Regions from separate parts of the Mus musculus genome. Here region 2 is linked to region 1. The links are chromatin contacts, called in public HiChIP or PLAC-seq maps. All regions are on one chromosome and are shown on one strand. Each heading gives the region's core, a stretch centred on a gene start, on an enhancer-like site or on the middle of the called end of the contact. The rest is flanking DNA. Distances are from core to core; before and after follow the strand shown. Region 1 overlaps Fbxw4 (F-box and WD-40 domain protein 4). Region 2 holds the start of Fbxw4 (F-box and WD-40 domain protein 4).

Region 1 (7,828 bases), core at 3,782-6,281:
ATAAGCTTAGGGCCCAAGAGTAGGAATTCTGCTGATATAATAGTTTCCTGTGTTTGTGAATCTCTTCTATATGTTGTCCTCTGACCTCCACGTTCGTGCTGTGGCATACGTGTGCCAGCCATGGCATACACAGAAACACACACACACACACACACACACACACACACACACACACACACGTGCGCATACACACACACAAGATTAAAATGTTTAAAATAGCCACAGGGCCGAAGATATAGCTCAGTTGGTTTGGACCTGTGTTTGATCTTCAGAACACGTGTTTGAAGAGGGGGCGGGGAGGGAGAGAGGGAGGCTAAGGAAAGGAAGAAGCAGAACTGGGTCTAAGTAGCTCATTCTCGGAACACCAGCAGGGAGGAGGGGGAGCAGGCGGGCCACTTGGGCTGGCTAACTGGCAGCTAGTCTGGCCTAGTTGGTGAGCTTCAGGCTATTGAGAGACCGTGTCGCAAACAAGATGGTGGCTGAAGAATGAACACTCAAGAGTTCATAATAAACCACAGTGATGGTTTCTTTAAGGAGTCAGGGTCTTTCTATTTGGTCCTGACTGTCCTGGAACTAGCTATGTAGGCCTGGCTGCCTCAGACTCACACAGTCTCCAGCCTCTGCTGCCCAGGTGTTGGGTTAAAGGTGTGAACCACCACGCCCAGTTAGGTATACTCACTTTAAATGTACAGCTCCCTGGACTCTGTCCACAGTTTTAGAATTGTGTATCATATTTCAGTTTCAGAAAATTGTTATCCCCCTCCCCAAGAGCCTTTCTTTGTTCCTGGGACGTGTGTGTGTGTGTGTGTGTGTGTGTGTGTGTGTGTGTGTGTGTGTGTGTGAGAGAGAGAGAGAGAGAGAGAGAGAGAGAGAGAGAGAGAGAGAGAGCGCGAGCACGCTGTGTAGGTGTGAGCGCTCACGCATGCGTGCGTGCGTGAAGGTCGGAGCCAGTGCTGGGAGTCTTCCTTTATTGCTTTTGCCTTTCACCTGGTTGGGAATCAGAGCAGTTGTGACAAGCAGCCCCCGGATCTACCTGTCTCAATCCTCCTGGTATTGTGGTCACACATGTGCCACAGTGCCTGGAATTTACACAACACAGGTCCTCGTGTTTGTTTAGAAAATACTTTATTCAGTGAGTTCTTTTCTCAGTTCTTTTCTCCACTTGGACCCTTTTATGAAGAAGAAAAAAAAATAGAAATAAAGAACTATAAACTCAGAACCATTTTTCTCTGTCATGTGATCCTCTGGTAGCCCATCTTCTAGAAGAGTGGAACGTTGCTTTGCTGGGTTGTCTCATGTCACGTACGAAGCCTAAGAGAAGAGCCAGTTTTTACCTCTCAAGACGTTATAGCAGTATTAAGGGGCGTTATAGCAGTATTAAGGGGCGTGTGTACCCACAGCTCTGTGGCCTGCTGTATGTATATCACTGTGAATGTTACCAGAAGCTGGAGTAGTCTGCAAGCAACTGAGGAGAACAGTCGGTTGGCTTGTTGAAGATGTGCTTCACGGATGCTGTGGAGTTTGAAGTGGGACTAATCTGGTGCCCCTGCTTACGATACAGAAGGGCGTTCAGGCAAGGGTTCGAGTGTGGGCAAAGGCATAGAAAAGGATGGGGAAGACCAAAAGTAGGTCTGGGGTTCGAGGTTGACTCCCTGGAGGGGAATTTGAGGGCCAAGTTGGGAATGGATTGAAGAGATGATTTAACTTCAGCCTGAGGGAAAACAAGGAGCTTGAGACAGTTCTGAGTGGATTGAAGTGGTGGGGTGGAGAGGTGGGGTGGAGAGGTGGGGTGGAGAGTGGTGGGGTGGAGAGGTATCTGCACACAGCAGTGAGGCTTGCTGCTAGGATGCAGTCCAGAGTCGGTCCCGTCTGCAGAGAGTGGAAGGGAGAGGCTGGTGAAGACCTGAGAACCTGAGCGTGATGGGGCTCTGACCTGAGCAGACCCAGTTCCCGTGTCCAAGGGCAGCCGGGTGGCAATGGCCAGAAATGGCTGGGAATGGTGGCCAGAAGCTCAGATGTAGGGTTGAAATGTGGAAGGCCTCAGCCTAAGAAGAAGCAGTAGACATAAGGCAATGGAGCTACACCAGAGGAGACCAGAGATAAACAGCAGACAAGGAACATGGAAAAGGAAACAGGAAAGCTAAGAGCTGGGAAAGGGAGAGCGCCCCAACACACACACACACACAGTGCAGGGCGGGGCTTTCTGTGCAACTTACGTAAGCCAGCTGCCAGCCTGGCTTGTTGGGTGGACACCATAATGGTGAAATGCAGGGCCTCCATAGTGATGTGTGGGGTGGGACGTGTGTGTGTGTGTGTGTGTGTGTGTGTGTGTGTGTGTTACCATGTTTTGTCTTTCATAAGTCGTTGAGTTCAGCATTCGCTTCCTAACTGCAGAAAGTTTGCTTTCAAGTTCCCACTGGTTCTGGTTCTGGTTCAGGTTCCGGTCTCTGCCGTCTGCCCTGTGGTTGTAAATAAAAATAGATGCAGAGTAGCAGCAGATACATCGCAAGGCAGCATCAGTCAGAGGTCCAGAAGAAGGTGATTGTGAAGCCCGGGTGAGGCAGGCGGCTGGAGCTCCTGGTTGGGACCGCACTGGATGGAGATGCAACTCTTGGGTGAGACTTTCAAGTAAAAGAACAAATAGCAGAGCAGAAACAAACATCAGATGCTCGGACATCTGCAGAGAGGCAGCCAGCTGAAGTGTTCTGTTGAGACTTCGCTTCCTAGGGTTGAGCTTCTGGCTTCTATTCCCACTGCAGGCATTCTCATGTCATGAGATGAACAGCAGTAACCACTCTGGAACTGTCGCTCAAAGATACACGATTTTTACTTTGTTGTTGTTGTTGTTTTGCTGTTTCCTCTCTGACACAGTGTTGGTTGGGTCAAAGCATCCCCAGACAAGGGGTCTTGAGATAAGCATGCTTTGGTCTGAAATGCAGGCCAGAGGGCAACTTCACTTTTAGAGTCAGAGTCGGTTTCTCAGTAGCTCAGACAGTGCTGTTTATTAATGCAGTGTACATTCTGGGTTGATGAGATTTCCCCGTCAGTCTAAAGAGTGAGATCTGAGCTGGCGCTTGTCAGTGGCATGAGGGATGGGTGAGGCTCAGACTCCACGTTATTCTGGCATCCAATTCGAGAAAGAGAGGCTGGTTTCGGACCCAAGGAAGAGCCAGGGACCATATTGGCATTCGGAAAGATTTGGCATGGGAGCCACAGGGCTGCCTAGGTCCTGGGCTTACTGGCCAACTGTGTCTCTTAGGAAACCTTTTCTTTAAAGAGAATTGAATAAGAACTTTCTAGTCCTCTTTGGATCCCCTTGGGTAGTAATTCCACAGGGCTTGTCACTTGTGTTTGAAGCTGGTGCTGAGGAGGGCGGAATGAAGAGAAGTGAGGGGGTGGAGATGGGAGGCAAGAGGGAATCAGAGAGAAATTTTATTGAGGGAGTTTGCTGGGTTTATGGGAGGGAATCTCTCCCCTCCTCCCCATTCGGATTTGAAAGGGCCGGTGCATCTTTGATTAGGTGCAGGTCAAAAGAATTTACACATTGTGACCTTAATAACTAGAGGTGATTGGCAGGCGGGCTATGGGGAGGGGGTGGCGGGCCCCTTTCATCTCACTTAGCACAGAGAAGAGACAATGGACCAGCCGATTTTCCTTGTTGTCCCTTGTTTGAAAAGGTCTGGTGTCTCTACTAGGTACCTGTGACATGGGGGTCTTGATTGGGGTCTCATAAAGGCCCCTGTCAGTGTGTCCAAAGGCCAAGAGTACAAAAGCAAGCCGTGGGTGGGGGTCTCAGCTGACCACTGAAGAAGGGAGGGGAGGGCCCGGGAGGCAGTGGAGGGAGAAGCAACCCCGATGGGAGCCCTTAGAGAGGGAGGGGAGGGGGGCAAAGAAGGGCCATTTTTGTCCCTAACTCATCAAGCACATCTGCAGAATTGTCCAAGCTACTGCCTCCCAGTTTCAAAGGAAAAAAAATGATCGTTTGATAAACCGTCCTGATTCACCACTTTCTCACAAGGGTGGGAGACCCAGTCCTGACCTCTGTATGATTTCACGTCAGAACAGGGCTTTCTTGCCCCGCCTCCAAATTGCTAGAGAAACTTTGAAATATATCCTGTGGCTTTCTCTCTCTTTTTTCCCCCCAACCCCCAATTTCCCACCCTCTCCACCCCACTGGCTTCTGTTCTCTCCCTGGGCACTCCAGAGTCTAGGCAAGTAATTAGTCCCTTCTTTCTGGGGCACAATGAAGCCAGGGTGTTTGTCAGGCCCCTTCCCACCGCTCACAGTGCTAGGGGCCTGCGGGAAGTACCAGGTGGCATGTGCACTGTGTTCCAGGCCTGTGCAATCGCTGAGGGATAGAGTGAGGGATCCAGGGAGCGGTGTGCACAGCACATCCATTAATGGTCTGCACACAGTGCCTGCATTTTTCCCAGGTAGAAGCTGTTCACTGCACTCAGAGCCCAGGTGGGAGCCCTTGGCACTGCAGCTATTTCCCACCCTGCGCTTAGTCACTTGGAGCTAACATGGGAGACCAACAGGCCGCGTCTCTTGAGAGCCTGATCTTTGTATCCAATGTGTGCACCCCCTCTGCCCTGTCAGTTTTGTGTGTTCACGGAGTGTTGATTTTAATGCGGCCTGTGTAGGTCTGGGAGGCCAGGCTGGGGGGCCTCGGGTCTTTGTCTTGCAGGGCCTCTTCTTGGAGGGTCTTCTGCCCTAGAGGACAGAGACAGATTTGAAGGTGGTGTGGTATGCCAACACTGGCTGGCAAAAGATTCCCCCATCTCTGCGTCTGTCACAGACCACTGCAGGGTGCCTAGAAAACAAGGGCCCCTTGGGGTGCTCCAAAGCACGCTTGCCTTGCCGCCTTGCCGGGCACCTCCCAGCCACTCCTTGAGATGGGTGGGGACAGGCAATTCTACCCTGTAGGCTGCCAGCTTCAAGTGAGTTGAACCCTCCTGGTGACTGTGAGATCCCAGGAGGCAGGGCAGGGTCAGAGAGGCAGAGGGCAGGCAGGATGGTAAGGGGAGAGATCCAGTCAGCTGCAGGACTGGTGCAGTGGTTAGGCAGGGCCAGTAGGTGTAGGCAGGAAAGAGGCAGAGTGGTGGGAGTGCTCCTGGAATGCTCATCTCCTCCAGGCATAGAGCTCCGATGTAGAGGGAAGCATTGGGGGGTGTCAGGAGCTGAGAGGGCAGACTCTGTACCTTGCTGGGAGAGAAGTTACAAATGTAGGAGGTACGGGTCCAGCACTTCAGGAAGGCCTGAGGCCCAGTTAGAGCTGAGCTGCTCTGCCTCTAGGCGGTAAAGCTTCTGAGAATCTGGGCCTCAGGGAGGGGGGGGGAGCAGGTGGGGGGACCTACCATCCTGGCTAGCGGGGTTGTAGCCCTAGGCCTGAGGCCTTGTTCTGAAGCACGTGGTTTTCAGAACTGAGCTATGTCTTCACTGCTCATAGGGATCAGAAGGCAGAGATGAGGTGGCCCTGGGAAGGCTTCCTGCCAGAGTCCAAACACAGTGGCTCCTCTGTGCTTCTGTTGGCATCCTTCAGACTGTCTTGGGCACTGATGCCAGTCACTCTGCCAGGCCTGTTGAGGGAATAGAGCTAAACCTCCAGGCTTTGGGGGGACCAAGTCCCAAAGGGGCCCACCAAGAAGAGGTTTGGATCACTGTTTGGGGGGATATTTCTTTCACTGAGAAATAGGCACCCCCAAGAGTACTCAGTCCCTCTGTTCTCTTTCCTTAGTCTTTCCAAGGCCTGTTTCTCCCTTCCTTTCCTTTCCTTTCTTTTCTTTTCTTTTCTTTTCTTTTCTTTTCTTTTCTTTTCTTTTCTTTTCCTTTCCTTTCCTTTCCTTTCTTTTCTTTTCTTTTCTTTTTTTTTTAAATCTCCCTTCCTTTCTTCTGCCTTGCCAAAAGCCTGGGAGCAAGAGAGCCGCTGTATAGATGGCGTGCCGAGGAGTGACACTGTCAGGAATCCTCAGCATGGCTCCTGGCTGAGCGCCAAGGCTCAACTGTTACTCCCCATGGGGTGTGTTGCTTGCCAGGGTCTGCCTGAGAGGGTACCAACACATCCAGCCTGTAAGTGCAAAGGTGGTAGAGGACGGAGCCGTGAGCAGAGAGGCAAACTGGACAGATCCACGGAGATATCCACCTGGAGAAAACAACTGTCCGTTGCTTCACAACAAGTAGAGTGCTCAGTGGACCTCTCTGGGGATCCCCTGAGCTGATTTTTTTCCTTTTAAAAGTATAATTATAGTCAGGGTGAAGGACTGAGGCAGGAATTGCCCTTGGGTTTAAAGCAGAGTTTGGATCAAGGTAGAGGTTAAGGGGGTTGGGTCTCCTAGAAGGTGCTTGCTTAGTGGTTCAACTCTAGGACAATAGAAAGAGAGGAGCTGGGCTGTGGTATGGTGCTTAGGAGGCAGAGGCAGGTGGATGTCTGTGAGTTAGAGGCCAGCCTGGTCTATAGAATAAATTCCAGAACAGCCAGGGCTACACAGAAAAACAATAACAACAAAACAAAACAAAACAAAAAAAAAAGAAAGACGGAAAAAAAAAAAGAAGAAAGAAAGGAGGGAGGGAGGGAGCTCTGTGGGTAGGTTCTTCACTCCTGCAACCAAAGCTAAAGAATTTGGTGCCAGAGGAACAACAATAATCACAACAGTTGTTTTCCTGGGAGATTTTATATTTGAATTGTAAGGGGAGGAGTGTTAGGATTGAAGCATGGCTTTGCACGTGTCTAGCGAGCGGTCCGCTACTGAGCTGTACCCGTGTTTATGCGTGGCCATGATGACTTCTATATTGAGGACCAAATGGTGCTATAAAGATGCAGCATGGCAGTCTGACAAAGCGCTCTTTGCACAGCATGCACAAGATCTTCTGCTTGTGACTTAGGGAAGGAGTGGGCCGAGGGGTTCCTGCAGGCGTACGTAGAATCCTTCATCCAGGCAGGAGCAACCTGAGCTGTCTGTGGAAGATGATCTAACTCAGATTATCAGCGATGACGCTGCAGCCGTCATAGACTCCTGTCTGAAGTGCGTTGAGTTCTCAGAAACCTGTCCTAGGTCAAAGGAGTGACTAATGAAGTTCTGCAAATTATTCTGCCTCTCTGGTGTTTGGTGCTCTCAGGAAGCGCGAGAGAAGGGATTGCTGACAGAGAGCGTGCACGCAGAAGCAGTGGCACACAGTCTCAAGCCTTTCTCTTGTTGCTTGTGACCTCGGAGGCCCAGAGACTCTTCCCCACCCAAATGGCTTTTATTTGTATTACAAGTATACGTAATTTCCCTGAGCTGTCAGCGGTTGGAATACATGAGAGTCCTTACTAGTGGGTAAAGGGCCTCATCCCTGAGGGAGTTTCCCATTGGTTCCCTGTGTATGTGGGCTTTCAGAGCTCCCTGAGGGGACTGGAGAGCTGGCTTAGTGTTTGAGAGCCCTTGATGCGCTTGTAGAGCACCTGGTTTCAGTTCCCAGTACCCACATGGTGGCTCACAACTACCTCTAACTCCAGTTCCAGGGAATCCAATGTCCTCTTCTGAACTCAGGGCACAAATGGTACACGCACATACATGCAGTCAAAACACATAAACATTTTTTAAAAGCTCATTTCATCTTTCACTCTCCTCATCCTCCCATGATGAAGGAAAGGGTATACTCTGTGTTGGCTCTACATCCCCAGAGCCATGGAGAAGAGAAGGTGGTCAGAGGACACATCTGGTACCTCAGGAACCGAGCTGGGCACTAGGTAGTCAGCACCGCCATTGTACTTGCTGGCGCATCCTTCTCCCATCTCTGCCTGGTAGGTAGCCTGTGGATTCATGAAGGAACTAAACTCCTTAATTTT
Region 2 (7,828 bases), core at 3,495-5,994, 45 kb before region 1:
TGAGGCTAGCCTGGTCTACAGCAGAGTGAGTTCCAGGACAGCCAGGGCTATACAGAAAATCCCTGCCTTGAAAAAAAAAAAAGAAAAAAAAATTACTGAGTTTTTAAAAAAAGTTGATTCATACTTACAGTAAACAAAACAACTCAAGTAATACAGAAAAGTCTAAAAGCTAAATTCAAAATAACCATAGTTAGCATTATTCTCAAAGACCCTCTTTTGCATATATGACTCAGTGGGTAAAGGTGCCTGTCTCCAAGCATAGGGGATGATGGGTTCTATCTCTGGGATCTACATGGTAGAAGAAGAGAACTGGTTCCTACAAAATTGTTCTGTGACCTTCACACATGTATGGGCCACTCACAACACCACCACCAAACGAATAAACAAATAGTTCGTGTAATGCATACTAAATTTATTAGTGTCTTATGTTCATTTGAGCCTGTTCATAGATGCATATGACAAGGTTTGTGTGTAGAGGTCAGAAGACAATCTTTCAGGTCAAGTATTTCCTTGTATCATGCAGGTCTCTGAGATCCAGTTCAGGTCATCAGGATTGGAGATAGGTGGTAGGCAACTTTATCCACTGAGCCATTACATCAGCCGGTACTGTTACTAAGTTTAAGGAAGAAAATGAAGTGGAAACATAATGAGAGCTTTAGGCAAGAACATACTAGTTCCTATAGGTTCCTTAAAGTGTTGCACAAAGATTATGAAAAGCATTAGGAAAGAGAGAAAGGGAAGGAAGGAGGGAGAGAGAAAAATAAAAAACAACTAGGGGAGAAATGAGAAGTGGAAGATAGTGGGGGGAGGGGAGGATGTGTACTTCCAAGGAAACGGCCTTAGGTAGCCCTGCACAATACAGAAAACCATTTTAACTAACTGAGAGGTTAGAGGCAGCGTCCATGGCCCACAAGCAGCTTTTATTTGAATACTAGAACTGCTTCATGGCCACAAGTAAAGTACAATATTGGTATGTCTTTTCTCATTGAAGGAGATTTGAGAGGACCCTGGCTTTAATGCTTTATCCCTTTTCTGTTGTGTGTATGGGTAAGGCTCTCACTGGAATACAAAGCCTTGAGAACAGATTTGTGGATTTGCTACTTTGTGTATGCTTAGAAACGACTCAATCAAGGCTCCTTTCTCATCTGGGGGGGGGGCGGGGAGTCCCCAGTGTATTCCTTATGTAGTCATTGAGAGGACTATGGCTGGGCGTTGATGGCACCAAACTCTTTTTTTTTTTTTTTTTTTTTGTTTTCAGCTTTCTTTTTTATTTTATTTATTTATTTTTATTTATTTATTTATTTAGTTATTTATTATATGTAAGTACATTGTAGCTGTCTTCAGACACTCCAGAAGAGGGAGTCAGATCTTGTTACGGATGGTTGTGAGCCACCATGTGGTTGCTGGGATTTGAACTCTGGACCTTCGGAAGAGCAGTCGGGTGCTCTTACCCACTGAGCCATCTCACCAGCCCGGCACCAAACTCTTAATCCCAGCACTCAGGAGGCAGAGGCAGGCAGGTCTCTGAGTTCAAGACCAGACAGAAGCACTTTACTCAGTCACCTACCTCACCTGTCCTAAAGCACTAATTCCTACCTAAGCAGTTCATCTGTTTTTTGTTTTTTTTTTTTTATGGTATTTTGGTTAATTAATTAAGGGCTTTGGATAGAACACAGTAGCAGACTACCTGCTTATCATGTGTGAGGGAGGCACTGGGTTCAATCCCCAGGATTAAAACAAAACACTTATTTACTGACTGGGTAACCCAGGCTGGATTCAAACTCTCCAGCTCTCCTGCCTCCACCTCCAGGGTACTGTGATTATAGGTATGTAGTAGCACAGCTGGCTGGCGACTTGATTTGTGTGTCTGTGTGCACATGTTCCTGTACATGTGTGTGTGCACAGGTGTGTGTGTGTGTGTGTGTGTGTGTGTGTGTGTGTGTGTGTGTGTAAAGAGGCCAGAGGTCGATGTCAGGTGCCTTCCTCATTTGGTCTCTATTTCTGAGACATGATCTTCACTGAATCTAAAGCTTGCAAATGTGGCTGGACATTAAGCCCTAGATATCCTCGTCTCTACCTATGTAGTGCTGGGATTATAGGGGTGAGGATCAACTCAGGTCTACACTTCAGTGACAGGGCTGTCCCCTCAGCCTCTGCAATCTGATATTTTTAAGTGATAGTTTAGTTTGTATCTCAATGAAAGCAATATGGTATAATGGGTAAGATGTGTTCATTTAATTGTGTATTTTAATCCTGTCATTTTACTGGGCTAGATATATAAAAAAAATTTTTTTTTTTTTTGCCTCTAGGTCTTTTAGTAAACAGTAGGTACAATCAACACGGATGAACTATTCTGTGAATTACAAGTTAAAATTATGTCAATTTAAATAGGGTTCTGAAACCACGCATTATATCCATCCTTGTCTTCTTGTCTGAGTGGTTCACAGCACACAAATGCATAATTGCTGACCTAACGATACCATCACTTCAACTTACAATGCCTCTACTTTAACAGACTTCTAACAGTCAGTATCATACATGAGACTAAGCCAATTTATAGTGATCTCTAAAGTGACAAGCTAGACTCTTTGGTTGTATTAAGATATGCCTTTTGCCATTTCATTTACATACCAACCATTATTATACCCAAATACTCTTCTAAACCATGGCCTTCGAATTTGGAAATTGTTTTCTGCACGAAGCCTTTGTTGTGTTTTCTAAGGGGATGTGTGCACGTGTGTTTTTGTAACAGGATTTGACCTGTAACTATCACTGAGAATTTTCTTAGAGGAGTTCAAAGCATTTTACAGGGATCATGTCATTTACCCTTCCAAAGTAAAGCATGCATTGATCTCCTCTACAGACCCAGAACACTAAAGGGCCAAGGTAGGCGGGGTTTTTGTTGTTGTTTTGTTAAGATCAAAAAGTAATTCTAGGGCAATTCCAGATTCCGGTCTGACCTTGTTACATGATGCTTTTGCAACCCTTCTGTGCTAGGTTTCCAGTGGTTTTCAGAACCAACGTCTTACTCATTCCTGGTCCTTAAAAATGTTAAAAGGTATAGATACAAAAGAAAAAATCTTCAATCATTTTTATATGGATTTTTGGGTTGTTTTCAAGACAGTCTGACTACAGACAGACCAGGCTGGCCTTTAAATTGTGATTTCACTGCCTCCTAAAGTGCTGGGATTACAGGTGTGTCCCACCACTCCTTGGTTCTTATATAGAGTCAAGAAAAGGAAACTTATTTTGCCTTTTTCCCCCCTTTTGGAGACAGGGTCTCAGTATGTAGCCCTGGCTGGCCTGAGATCTGCCTGCCTCTGGCTCCTCAGCTCTGGGACTATTAGCATGTTCTACCACGCCTGGCTCTCCTAAGTCTTACTTCCTAAGTGCTGTCTAATAGAGAAATAACACGGAATACAAAGATTTCTAACAATTATACGAAATATACTGAATTCAGTTCAGTATGTCCAGACTACTAATAATTAACATGTAGTTTAGAATTATGTAAGACATCTCACATTCTTTTTCCTGTCTAGCTCTTCAAAATCAGCTGTGTACCTCACTTATGCTTACAGCACGCTCAGACCTGGAGACCCTGCCTTTCACACACACAGAAAGAAGCCACATGTGATTAAAGTGGCCCCACAGATCCAATGGGACAGCATCGATCTGTACTTCTGAAGCTTAGATTGGTTCAGGTGGATCCAGTGGGTGGTATGGGAAACGGATCCCTAGTAATCTTGTAGATTCAGCTCTGCCTATGTAACGGCTACTAAAAAACCCCTGCTTGGCCACGTGCTGCTTCGTTTGGGAGCTGCGGACTCAGGATCTAGAAGGTTGGTTTTACCTCCCTCATTGTTGTCGAATCATACTGGGACAACCTACAGGACCTTGGTTGACATCCTTCGTGAGACCAAGGGCAATGGAACTTTCTAACGTCTGGCTTGCATTTTTTTAAGAATCTGGTTTGTGGCTTGTGGAAAGAAGGCATCAACCTGGGGAAGAGGAAGCCTCATGGGACCAAAAGGCCCCTTGAGGGCAGAGGCTCAACTTTGATAGTTCCTGAAGCCACAGGCTCCTCTTGTGACGTAGGTGGGAGTTTTCTGTGAACCTTTCAGCAATCTGTCTGTCTGTCTGTCTCTGTCTTTTTAATTTGGACAGTCTCTTGCTCTGTAGGCCAGGCCGGCCTTGAACTCATGGCCATCCTCCTGCCTTAGCCTCATGCCGGGATCACAGACGAGAGCCATCAAGCTCGCTTTCTCCATCCGGTCTTGAAGACACACGCTTCAACTAGATGTTCCTGGTGCTCCAGAAGATGGGGATGTCAGTGACCAGGTTGGGGTTCGCACCCCGAAATACAGGCGTGAGGGGCGGGTCTCGGCTTGGGCCCGCGCCGCCCCATGTGACCCGGTCCGACGTGGTGTCGCCTCCTCTCGAGGAGGCGGTGGCGTCTTCGGCTGTGCGTCGAGCCGGCCCCGCGGCCGCTCATGAGCAGCCAGGGCCGCTCGGGTCCCCCCGGGAACCGCGGGCCCAGGGAAGGCGAGGGCGGGGAGGCGAGGAAACTGCAGGAGGCGAGGGTCGCGCGGGGAAAGCAAGGGAAAGGGAAAGGGAAGGGGAAAGCAGGTACCGGGCACGGCGGAAGAGGAAGCGGGGCGGAAGGAAAGCCGGGCCTGCAGCCGGAGAGGAAGGCAGCGGGGCCGGCGGCTGAGGCAGGCCGGGGACAGGAAGGCGAGGGAGGCGAGGAGGAAAGGCCGAGAAGCTCCGGGAAGCGGGATGAGGGCAGCGCAGAGCCGGGGAAGGAGGAGCGGAGGGTCGGGGCCGGGCGGCGGGAGGACGACAGCCTGGAGAGAGGACAGGAGCAGGGACCTCAGGCGTGCGGCGGCATCCCGGGAACCCGGACGGCCATGGCGGAGGACGCGGCGGAGGATGCCGCAGCGGCGGCCGTGGAGCCGGCCACCCGTCCGGCCGCGGGGCCCGCGCTCTGGCGCCTGCCGGAGGAGCTGCTGCTGCTCATCTGCTCCTACCTCGACACGCGGGCCCTCGGCCGCCTGGCCCAAGTCTGCCGCTGGCTGCGGCGCTTCACCAGCTGCGACCTGCTCTGGCGCCCGATAGCCCGGGCCTCGCTCAACACCGGCTTCACGCGGCTCGGCACCGACCTGTAAGCGCCCGCTCGCCCGCCCGCTCCCCGCCCCGGGCCGGCCAGCGTCCTGGGAAAGGGCGGGGCGCCGAGGCCTGGTCGGCTCGGGACCGTGTGGCACCCGGAATACTGAAGCCCAGACTTGCCCCCCACCCCCTCCCTCTCCCCTCCCCCAGCACCCTCGAGGAATACTGGTGTCACCCCTCTTCAAGATTCCCCAACCCGAGGAAACTTCCGGAGAGCATTCCTCAGTCGGCACCCTCCCCCGTGGGCGGCTACTCACAGTTAGCCATCCTAAAATGAGTATTCCCAAAGGTTTGGCTCCCTGGGTTCCTTGCCCTGTGTCCTGTGCGACAGACAGGACCTGAAGGGTGACTCCTGCTGGTTCTAGGGCCCAGGCCCAGGTCCACCAACGTGGTTTTTGTGGCCTTTCGTCCTGCCCACCCTCTCAAAGGTTGTTAGGTTTCAGGGCTCAGATCAAATTAAATGTGCAGAAAAGGGCTCAGAACCTTAAAAAAACAAAAACAAAAACAAACAAAAAAACCTTTCAGTTCCATTGTCAACCTATTTTAGGACTTAATTCAGGTGGAAGGACCCACAAAAGATGTCTGTGTGAGGCATCAAGTTGGATTTGGGGTAGGCGGTATCCAAGATAGGCAGTTTGACCTAGTAATATCTGAGACCCGTGGATGCAAACCATTCCTAAAACACTCAGGCTGTTAAACAGGAAGGGGAGAGCGTGTATGACAGTCACAGAACTGGTCAGGATAAACGCTTTCAGACTGCACCCTGCTCTTGCTTTGTTGTAACATATGCGAATATAATAAAGTTTTAAAAAACCGTAAGAAATGATCATTTGATGCACTCCTATTTCCATTTTAAAAGTTTTTCAGTTGCACACCCCCTAACCCTACTACCCCCCACCCCCCACCCCACTTCCCCATCCTAACAGAATGAATGCTTAATGAATGATGTAATAGATTTGGAGGTATGTCATACGCCATGACATAATTTGTCTTGAATTAACTCCTTAGAATAAAAATTTCAAGGTAGCCACTATTGGATTAAAGGTTTTGATGGGCAGAGGTCACAGTATACCAGCAAAGAATGAGTGAGCCGGTTTGATGAGAGAATTAAACCACATCTTTAGTGGGTGAGTGATAGTAGCCAAAGCTCTGTTATTTTGTATCGCTCTGCGCTAGCCAGGATAAATATTTTGCCATGTGTCTGTTTCACCTGTGAGACTGTTTCTTCCTACTCCTTGTCTCTGGGGTCTTGGTGTTTTTGTTATAAATTTGGAATTTTTCTGGGTCATAAATGTTTGACTCTTGTCTGTCATCTTTGATGATAGAGGTACATTTTCCAGTCAATTTTTAATTTTATTGTTATTAGAATTTTATGTTTCATTAGAATCTGCTCCTCCCCCCTTTACCTGAGAAATTTATAATCTTTCCACAAGCCTGACAAATTTGATTGCCAACTAGTTTTTTGTTAACTTTTTTTTTTTTTTAATGGCATTTCAATGTCAGTAGCACTTGTTTTGGTGTAAGGAGTGAAATTCTCTTATTATATTTTTCTCTAAATGGTTGCTCAGTTATTGCTACACCTTTGGCTAAGCAATTCCCCCCCCCCCCCCATTTTGTTTTAGAACGCTTACATTGCTGTATGTTGAATACACACATACATTTGTATATTCACTTTATATCTGAACTCTCACATTTTTCTCCTGGCTTATCTTCTCATTTCCATAATATTTTAAGCATGTTGCTCCTTGATAGAGTGTGATATCTGCTAGGGTTAGATTATACTTGCTGTGTTAAAATGTCAGCATCATTGTTCAGCTTGCAGTTCATGACCAAAACCATTCTATGCCTTTTTAAGGATTTTTGTGGTTTTCACTATAAAGTTCTAACATACCATTTTTTATTTATTACTGATTTGTTCCTGTGTGCTCTATGTTTATTAGAAAGGCACTTTTTCTGCATGCTTTCTAATGTGTCATCCTTTAGTAAGTTTTCAACATGATTGTCTTGTTTAAAGTATTCTATTCTAATATAATTTGTTGATAATGATTCCTTTGCATTTTATGTGTATGTAGTCTTATCACCTGTAAATATGAGTATTCCCCCCCCCCGCTTTTTTTATCTGAATAACTTTTTTAACCCAAAGGGAAAAGAACCAGAATTATATGTTTGCCTCTCTAGTAGTCTGTAGTAAAGTTTACTTGTAAACATTTTATGTGCTTTTCTTCTCTTTATGTTCTTAACGGCATATATTCACTGTCTATAGTACTGGGTTTCAGAAAGGCTTTTTTCTTTTAGACGGATCATGTGCTTGGACAGAGTAACTCATTGAAGGAATATTGAACTATAATAGAAGTTGGCTAAAATGCCTGGGATTCAAGCCAACCAAAGCAAAGTTTGGCTTTCTGTTGCTCCTTACAGTAGAGAATGAAAGAGTCGATGTTTATTTTTGTTTTCCTTTCTGATATTCTAAAAGCGAGAAATCGAGACTGATAAAATGAAAATGAATTTATAGTATAAAGTACTTAGAGTCTGCCAAATGGTATTTGTTCTGCTTTCCCGTTATTAGATATGTGTGTCCTAGCATGAAGCATTGTCCTTCCAGAGGAGTTGTGCTGCCGTGGCAGTTGATAAAGAGCAAGGGTCACTGCTCTGTTTTCTGGGT

The links. HiChIP or PLAC-seq counts read pairs in DNA pulled down with a chosen protein or histone mark.
Region 2: a contact with region 1 is called in an H3K27ac HiChIP or PLAC-seq map of neural progenitor cells, with 2.3 times the contacts expected there. The contact joins the promoter of Fbxw4 here to the enhancer-like site in region 1. A contact is called at or near these places in 1 of 39 promoter capture datasets (macrophages), 3 of 15 datasets of contacts at CTCF or cohesin (CD8 T cells, the G1E-ER4 cell line and the NIH/3T3 cell line), 6 of 484 Hi-C or Micro-C datasets (CD8 T cells, the G1E-ER4 cell line, embryonic stem cells and 2 more), 7 of 115 datasets of contacts at active chromatin or transcription factors (the HPC-7 cell line, embryonic fibroblasts, embryonic stem cells and 2 more) and 3 of 9 other capture datasets (adipose tissue, liver and pancreatic islet).

What each region holds. Positions count from the first base shown.
Region 1 is chr19:45,612,749-45,620,576 of GRCm38.p6, reverse strand. All of the region lies in intron 5 of Fbxw4 (F-box and WD-40 domain protein 4), which reads left to right. Among named protein-coding and RNA genes, the nearest start is that of Fbxw4, 44 kb to the left of the region's middle. Within about 2 kb of position 5,031, at least 53 of the 459 cell types and tissues checked have an H3K27ac peak or open chromatin away from gene starts, as enhancers often do. A contact at or near this core is called in the G1E-ER4 cell line and neural progenitor cells, where this site is marked.
Region 2 is chr19:45,657,109-45,664,936 of GRCm38.p6, reverse strand. It overlaps Fbxw4 (F-box and WD-40 domain protein 4), which reads left to right and starts at 4,744. Exons shown (of 9, transcript NM_013907.2): 1 at 4,744-5,161. The coding sequence starts at 4,908.